2 separate regions of the Sus scrofa genome follow, and region 2 is linked to region 1. A link is a contact called in public HiChIP or PLAC-seq data. All regions are on one chromosome and are shown on one strand. The core of a region is the stretch at or near the end of the contact, and the rest is flanking DNA. Distances in the headings are between cores, read along the strand shown.

The links. HiChIP or PLAC-seq counts read pairs in DNA pulled down with a chosen protein or histone mark.
Region 2: an H3K27ac HiChIP or PLAC-seq map of alveolar macrophages shows a contact between it and region 1. The contact joins two enhancer-like sites. A contact is called at or near these places in 1 of 47 Hi-C or Micro-C datasets (epiblast stem cells) and 1 of 2 datasets of contacts at active chromatin or transcription factors (alveolar macrophages).

What each region holds. Positions count from the first base shown.
Region 1 is chr1:72,575,281-72,579,073 of Sscrofa11.1, reverse strand. The region is part of intron 1 of CRYBG1 (absent in melanoma 1 protein); the gene reads right to left. Among named protein-coding and RNA genes, the nearest start is that of CRYBG1, 24 kb to the right of the region's middle. Within about 2 kb of position 1,648, at least 1 of the 83 cell types and tissues checked has an H3K27ac peak or open chromatin away from gene starts, as enhancers often do. A contact at or near this core is called in alveolar macrophages, where this site is marked.
Region 2 is chr1:72,705,097-72,708,889 of Sscrofa11.1, reverse strand. CRYBG1 (absent in melanoma 1 protein) reads right to left here. Exons shown (of 22, transcript XM_021090505.1): 4 at 548-2,837. Among named protein-coding and RNA genes, the nearest start is that of RTN4IP1, 110 kb to the left of the region's middle. Within about 2 kb of position 2,204, at least 18 of the 83 cell types and tissues checked have an H3K27ac peak or open chromatin away from gene starts, as enhancers often do. A contact at or near this core is called in alveolar macrophages, where this site is marked.

The DNA of each region.
Region 1 (3,793 bases), core at 399-2,898:
TGTAAGAAAGGTAGACAACATGGAACTTTTAGAAAAACATGAGAGTAAAGAGGACAAACAGAAGGGTAAACAGTCTTAGAGACACTTATTAACAAGCTGTGTTCAGAGATACCAAAGAAATATGAGGTCACGGAAGCTACATCAAGTGTAAAGTGTACAGGTTCCTAGTAAAGGTGCTTCTGGAAAGAGTGGACAAAAAATAGCAGAGAAGAAAGATGATGTCTGCAGAAGACAACTAAGTATGGGTGTGTGCATGCGGAGGTACTGGCTGCTCAATCAGGCAGATGGGGTGATTCATCACTAGTGAAGAAAGAACCACTTGCTTATCTTCAGCTGCACATGACCCTCACCCAGACTTGGCAGCTGTCCTCTAAGTGTTTTCCAACCTTCTCACAGAGGCAGGAGACATTCCCATACAGCAGTGACACAGAGATGGAGGGAAACCACCCATCAGAACTTTGTAGAGCTTAGTTTCTTTCCATGAAATAAGACTGAAGAGAAAATACAAATAATATAGATACACCATGACAAATAGAAGTAATTGGACTATAAACAGATAATTGGCACTGTGAAATACTTTATAAAATGTAGAAAACTCGTTCCCACAGCTCATTCATCTATTACTATATGATAGGCAACTATTACTATATTACTATATTACCATATAGTAGTTGCCTACTATAGAGTAATAGATGAATGAGCTATGGGAATGAGTCTACTACTATATGGTAGGCAAAGATATTCACAACAGGAAACAAAAGAACTATGAAAGAAAAGATTGATAAATCAATATCATATTTGTATATATGTACACACATTCTTGGTATATATAAAAAAATACAAAAGAATGCCTATAAGTCAATTTTAAAACAGTCTGTTTTCTAAAATGGGTAAAATATTAAATAGTCATTTCACAAAAAAAAAGGATGTCAAATGGCCAGTAAGCTTATGAAAGGGTGTTCAACATCATTAATCATCAGGGAAAGACAAATTAAAACCACAGTGAGATACACTGTTAACCACCAGCACACACAAAAATGGACAATTAAAGACCTGACAAGCAACCAGAACGCTAACACTCTACTGGTGGGAATGTAAGTAGGTACAAACACCTTGGAAAATAGTTTGGAAGTATCTACTAAACTAGGAATATGTTTGCCTTACATCCAAGCAATTTGAATTTTGAATATATCTAACAGAAATGTTAATCAAAAGACACATCTAAGAATGTTCATAGGAGCTTTATTCGTAATAATGAAAAACTAGAAACAACACAAAGGTCCAGTGACAATAGGATATATAGACTATGACACAGTCATATAATAGAATGTTACACAGCAGTAACTATTGCTATACAAAATATGGATGACTCTTATAGACATAATACTGAATGAAAGAAGCCAGACACATACCATATGATTCCAATGATACAGAGATAAAAACAATTAAAATTAATTCATGGTGAACAGAGGTCAGAAGAGTAGTAAATTTTTTCTTGTTGGTGGAGGAAGAGGTGTTATACAAGAAAGCTTTCTGGGTGATTTCTGTATTTTTTTTTTTTCTTTTTATGGCCATGGCTACAGAATACGGAAGTTCCTGGGCTAGGGGTCCAATTGGAGCTGCAGCTGCCTGCCTACACCACAGCCACAACCACACCAGGTTTGAGCTGCATCTGTGACCCATGCCACAGCTTGCAGTAACACCAGATCCTTAATCCACTGAGCGAGGCCAGGGACTGAACTGGCATCCGATGTCGGGTTCTTAACCCACTGAGCCACAGCAGGAATTCCAGTTCTGTATTTTTAATCTGAATTGTGATTACATGGATGCATAAACTAGGTGTGTTCTTAATGTTTTTTGTACTTTGTTCAGTGTAAGCTATGCCATAACTAGAAATCAAAGAGGGGAAGGACAGGAGAGGAAGAAGTTGAAATCTATTGCATTATGCTATTGCTTCAGACACTGTGATTTAATAAGGAAGTACCAAAGAACCTGCGGCCATTTCTACAATATTTTCTGCTTAGTTACCAAGTCCTTAAAACCCAGCATTTCCAAACAGTAGAACATTTGTCCTTTGAGACGTCCGATCAAAACACAGTTTTCTTTATAGGTCCATCTTACAAATGATTCATCTTAATGCTATTTGTTCTTGAACAATAACGGGCTTCATGGGTAAAATTAATTAAGCTATTACTAGACCTAGGAGTCATTTTCAATTAACGTCAATTACAGACATAAAAAATAGGAATGATCCCGTACCACAGCAACAACCTGAATTGCTACAGTGACAATGCCAGATCCTTAACCTTTTGTGCCACAAGGGAACTCCAAAATATTTTTAAGCTATAAGAGAGTTTGCTTTTAAATCACTAATAGAGCTGGAAGGAACCAACTCAAACAATTGCCAACAAGTTTTGAAGAATAGTTGGGCCCTGGGCCAGGATGGAGGGGACAAGGTAGAAAAAGGCATCAAACTTTCCCTCTCTTCTTCACTTTTAAGTGCAATACAAAAACATACAATGTTCTTGCATTAGTCCCAAGATAGTTCAGAACCCAGAAACACTAGGAAGTGCAAAGACACAAGTAGCAAAAATATCTATACAGTGATTTTTCCAACTTTCTGGGGAAGTTTTTCAACATACACAGAAAAGAAATGCATGCCATTCACCAGTCTCCTAATGGAACAGCAGGGACTTCAGTTTAAACTTAGGAAAAGCAGTTGTAGTGAACAGTCAGGTTAATGGTGGGAGGACATTTGAACTTATCCAAACAAGGTTATTGTCAGGGCACAAGGGGATGCTAGTAATAGGAGCACCAGGTGGGGTTAGCGGGGGTGGGGGGGTGGGCTGTGAATACAGAGGAAGGGACAGTCTCCCTACGTTCCAGGCCCATCTCTCCTGCACATGAAAGGCAGGTTTTAAATTTACCATCCTCAGCCTCTTTTTCCTTCCTTACCTCTCTTCCTTGTATTCATAGCAAAATGTTTCTTTCCATTTAGAGTTCAAAGCTTTTATGAGTCCAATGATAAGCTTGCTGCTATGGAAATTCTGATAGTTCAACACATTCTTTAAATTCCTACAACTTCATATTGCCCATTTTATTAATTTGAATATCAACTCCTAGACTGTACTCTATTGGCTTCCTGCCAAATGGCTTTAACTAAATTATATTCCAAGTCAACATTAGGGGCCTTTAGAAACACTTCCCAGGAAATTTGTTAGTCTATTTTAAGAAATTGTCAATAACATTGTTCCTTAGAACAGAGAATTCTCTTTATAAGGATGTCCCAGAAAGAATTCTGATCTGAGTACAAAGAAGCATTGTGATTCTCCATGTGGGTCTGTGTTTAAATTAAAGACTGAACTTTGCAACTTAGAAGATTTCTTGTTCTACTGAGAGTGTTAGAAAACCTAGCATCAAATTTGAGACCTAGTCATACTAGTGGATAGGTCATTATGATCAGCAAGTTTAGACTCATTTCTTATTAACGTGAGTCCCACCTTTGTTTTTTCCTTGTTTTATTCTACTTCTAAATCATGCTACTTTGTTCCATTTTAGGTCTCTTGGTAAGTCCTTGAAATCCTTTTTGGATTAAGATACAGTGATAAAAATAAGGAAGGGGAAGAGAGGAGACCAAGTAAAGAAATTGTCTCCAAATTCTATTTTTGCTTTAATTGATGTCAAAAATCAACCTTGGTTCAAAGTCAACCTGTATCAACTCTGTTTCCTTAAAAAAAGAGCATCCAGATGCCTGGCTTCTAGAGGGCCAGATGGTCACAGAGAAGTCTCCACA
Region 2 (3,793 bases), core at 955-3,454, 130 kb before region 1:
CCAAATGAAGACTAATTCCAAAGAGAAAATACTTTCTCAACCAGATGGAACAAACAGTTACTGCTACTTATGAGAAGTAAGAGGAACTAACTCAAAGTATAAGAGAAAGGGTCAGGAATAAGATTCTTTGGCAGGGGCTTTTCTCGATAAAAAGAAGCTGCTCCTCAAAACTTCAAAATTCTAGATATAGCATTGAGCATTTTCACACAGAATTAGGGAGAAAAAACATCTTGTCTGTCTCTGAGCTCTCATGTAACTTACCTACACTTTTCATAATGCATTTAAATTCAAAAGTCTCTTAAAATATTTGTAGCTTATTTTTCCTGCTAGACTACACATGCCTTAAGAACAGAATCTTAGTACCTTTTTTTCTTGGACCCTGACAGTCCCTTGTACATAGTAGGTTTTCAAATGTTATGAATGCATAAAAAACTGTCATAGGTGAGCAATACCATTCTTAAACAAATAACACGAATTGCTCCTCCTCTGTCCCCTTCTCCTCTGACAATAAAATACCCCAAATACGCGAGACTGTGTTGCTACTTACTGTTGTATCTGATAAGGACAGTCCAGAAAAAGAAATGCTTGGGTCAAACCGGCTGGATTTGAAAAGACCCGCGAAGTCTGTGTCACTGTTTCCATAGCTTGGCAAGTTCGATTTAAGAATGCTTTCAGTATGATTTGACTTTTCCGTATCATCGCTGTTCTTCAGTTTTGACAATTCAGAACATTTAGTTTCTGGCAAGGGTAGGTGGCTTCTCGAATCCAGATCTTTTTTGGTTTCCTCTTTCTGCACGTACTTTTCCATGGAGCTCAGACTTTTCAATCCCGAATGAGACGTATTTGATGAGTTGAAACTGAAGACCTTGACGCTGCTGGGTGCAAGACTTGGTTGATCTTTCTCTGAACCACAGGGTGGGGCACCCTCAACCACCGGCTCTAACACGGAAGGCTGAGCAAGAGAAGTGCTGTGAGACGTGCTGAAAGATGTGGTCATGGTACTGACTGATGTCACAGAGGGAGAAAAGATTTTGTCTTGTGGTAAAGAAGATAACATGCTTGAGAAAAGGGCACTTTTCTCCAGCCTCGATCTCTTGATTCCACTGTTGCTGATATCCCTGTTCTCTTTGTCATTTGCTTCTGGGGCCACCAGAAGCTCATCTTTCCCATTAGCGTGAGTTTGCAGGGATTTGAAGAGGATACTCTGTTCGGCGGACGTACGTTTGGGCCTCAGTTTGGATTTTGTGTCAAAATTCTGCATCAATTGTAAAGCCGGTGACATTTCAGGCTGGCCTTCCTTTCTCTTCCCCAAACCAAAGGTAAACACGTTGGGATCAAACACTTTTTCTAAATTGTCCTCGTGAATAGGAGGCATGGCGAAGTGAGGGGCAGGGGAGTTTGGCATCCTAGGCTTCTTTTTCTTCTGGGGCACACAAACAGTGCTGTCCATTTTTTTAATAATCTCAGTGAATTTTTCCATATCAGAAGAAGAATCAAATACACTATCATCGCTCCCAGCAGAAATGTTCAAAAGACTGGCAGGACTGTCCTGGCCATTCACGATACTTTGATCAGGTCTTTGGGGGGTTTCTAAATGATTTTGGTCGCCAGGGCAGTGGGTGGGGTTGGATTCAGCCTCCAGGGGTTTTCCATTGCCCTGACTTTGAGCCTGGCTGGGCAGAGGTTTTTCTGATTCGGGCAGCATGACTTGTGGGCCAGATTCTGCTACGTGTTCCTCTTTGGCATCAATGTGTTTGGGTGATGTGCTCTTCTTGCCCTGTACTTCCTCTTTCTGGGGAGCACAACTTGCAACGGAAACCACTTCAAGTTCATTATTGTGACAGCTTGGCAACTGTGCTTCTCTCACTTCAGAGCTATCTGGGATGATCTGGGAGCGGACATCCTCAGTGCTCTCCACGGGGAGCATGAAGGACCTGACCTGGACGAGGACCTTGGATGGACACTCACTGCCCACAGCTTCTGGGCTGTGCTCTGGGGAAAAAGCAGCGCTTGTTTCTTCCTCTCCTTCTCCTGCAAGTTTGGAGGGAGGCATTTTCTCACTGTCCTGATGAGACACAGCCAGAGGACATCCACTTTGGTTTTCTGACACTTTTAGATCAGTGCACGGAAAACTGCTTACAGGAGCTTGAGTGCATGTGCCTTTAGGATCATCCACAGGAATGCAGGCAGTCAGAGAAGGAGAAAGCCTATTAGGTGACTCAGCTGGGGGCTGTGAGTCAGAAAACCCATCCTGTGGCTTTGGTATGGCTGCTGGAGGTGAATCTTTGGTATCAAGAACGGCGGGGATGTCTTGTGCGGCATCAGTCATATTTTCAAGTTCAAGTCTTTTGCTATTGGCAGCCTCTGAGTTTTCCTCTAAGAGCTCGGTGTCCTTGATGGGAATCAGAGCAGTAACCACGGGTTCAGAAGGGCAGCTGGCATCTGTCTGCACATCTGCCTTAAGCTGAGAACCCGGAGTCTCTTCTTCAGGGAGAGTAACTTTGGTTTCTGCAGAGGTTTCCTTTCCCAGCACACCGTTCTGGTTACTATTTGGCATCACTTTCTTTTCAGGTTGCTCCATCTCCTTGGCTTTTTTGGCTAAATTCAGCTTCGCCCTCCCAACAAACGTTTTATTAGAGGAGGCAGGAAGGTTCCTTGGGCCTCGAAGGTCAGTGTGCTTTGGGCTACTGTTTGCGCGCTTGTTTTCAAATAAGGAGATTTTGGTGGCAGTGTTTCCCTTGTGAACTGGCTGGCTAAATGGATTATGCTCATTTCCCAAACTGTCAAGATTCTTTGGGGTTTTAAAGTTTAGTTCCACATGTTTAGGCTTGGCAGGTCTGTAAGAATAAAGCAGTAAGATGAAATTACTGACCTAGGCTTCAAAGTGAACATACCAATTTATTACAAAACTGTGAAAAGCCAATGTCTTTCTGATAGGTAACATTTTAAAAATTATTTTTAGGAGTTCCTATTGTGGCTCAGTGATAATGAACCTGACTAGTACCCACAAGGACACACAGGTTTGATCCCTGGCCTCGCTCAGTGGGTTGAGGATCCCATGTTGCTGTGGCTGTGGTGTAGGCCTGCAGCTGAAGCTCTGATTCTACCCCCTAGCCTGGGAACTTCCATATGCCGTGGGTGCCGCCCTAGACAAAAAAAGAAAAAACGTATTTTTTTTAACAATTCTAAACATACTACCAAGTATTTTCCGTGGATGTTTTGCAGGAGGGATGAGAATACGATATAGCTAAGAAAGTCTAGAGGGGAGAGGTTAACACGTTTACTGAGCACTTAACTAGAATCGCAAGACAACTTGGGGCCTGAAGAACATTAGAACAATTTTAAATACTTAATGTGCTCCCAAACTTTAAATACATAAATGACTTCCTCAAAGATCAACTGTGTATTTTTTATTTCATCATAACTTTCACATTATATCAAAAAGCTAGGTTATAAAAAATATTATTCAACTCTTTGGGTGTTTTATTCCCTTCATCCTACCCCCATAAAATTTTTATCTGATAATGTGTGTTCAATATAGACTATTTGGAAAATATAAAAATGAAAAATCACTCATAATCCTACCAAAGTATATCCCTGTCAACATTTTAGTATGCTTCCCATCGCTTTGTATGCATAGTGAAATATTTTCAATAGAATTGAGATTATTCTGCTCATACTTTGGTATCTTAAGAAAGGTTACTTAACGATGTGTTTAACATACTACCATTTTACAAGTTACTAAAAATTTATTTGAAAAGTCTTTAGTGTAGCATAAAAGTCTATCATATAT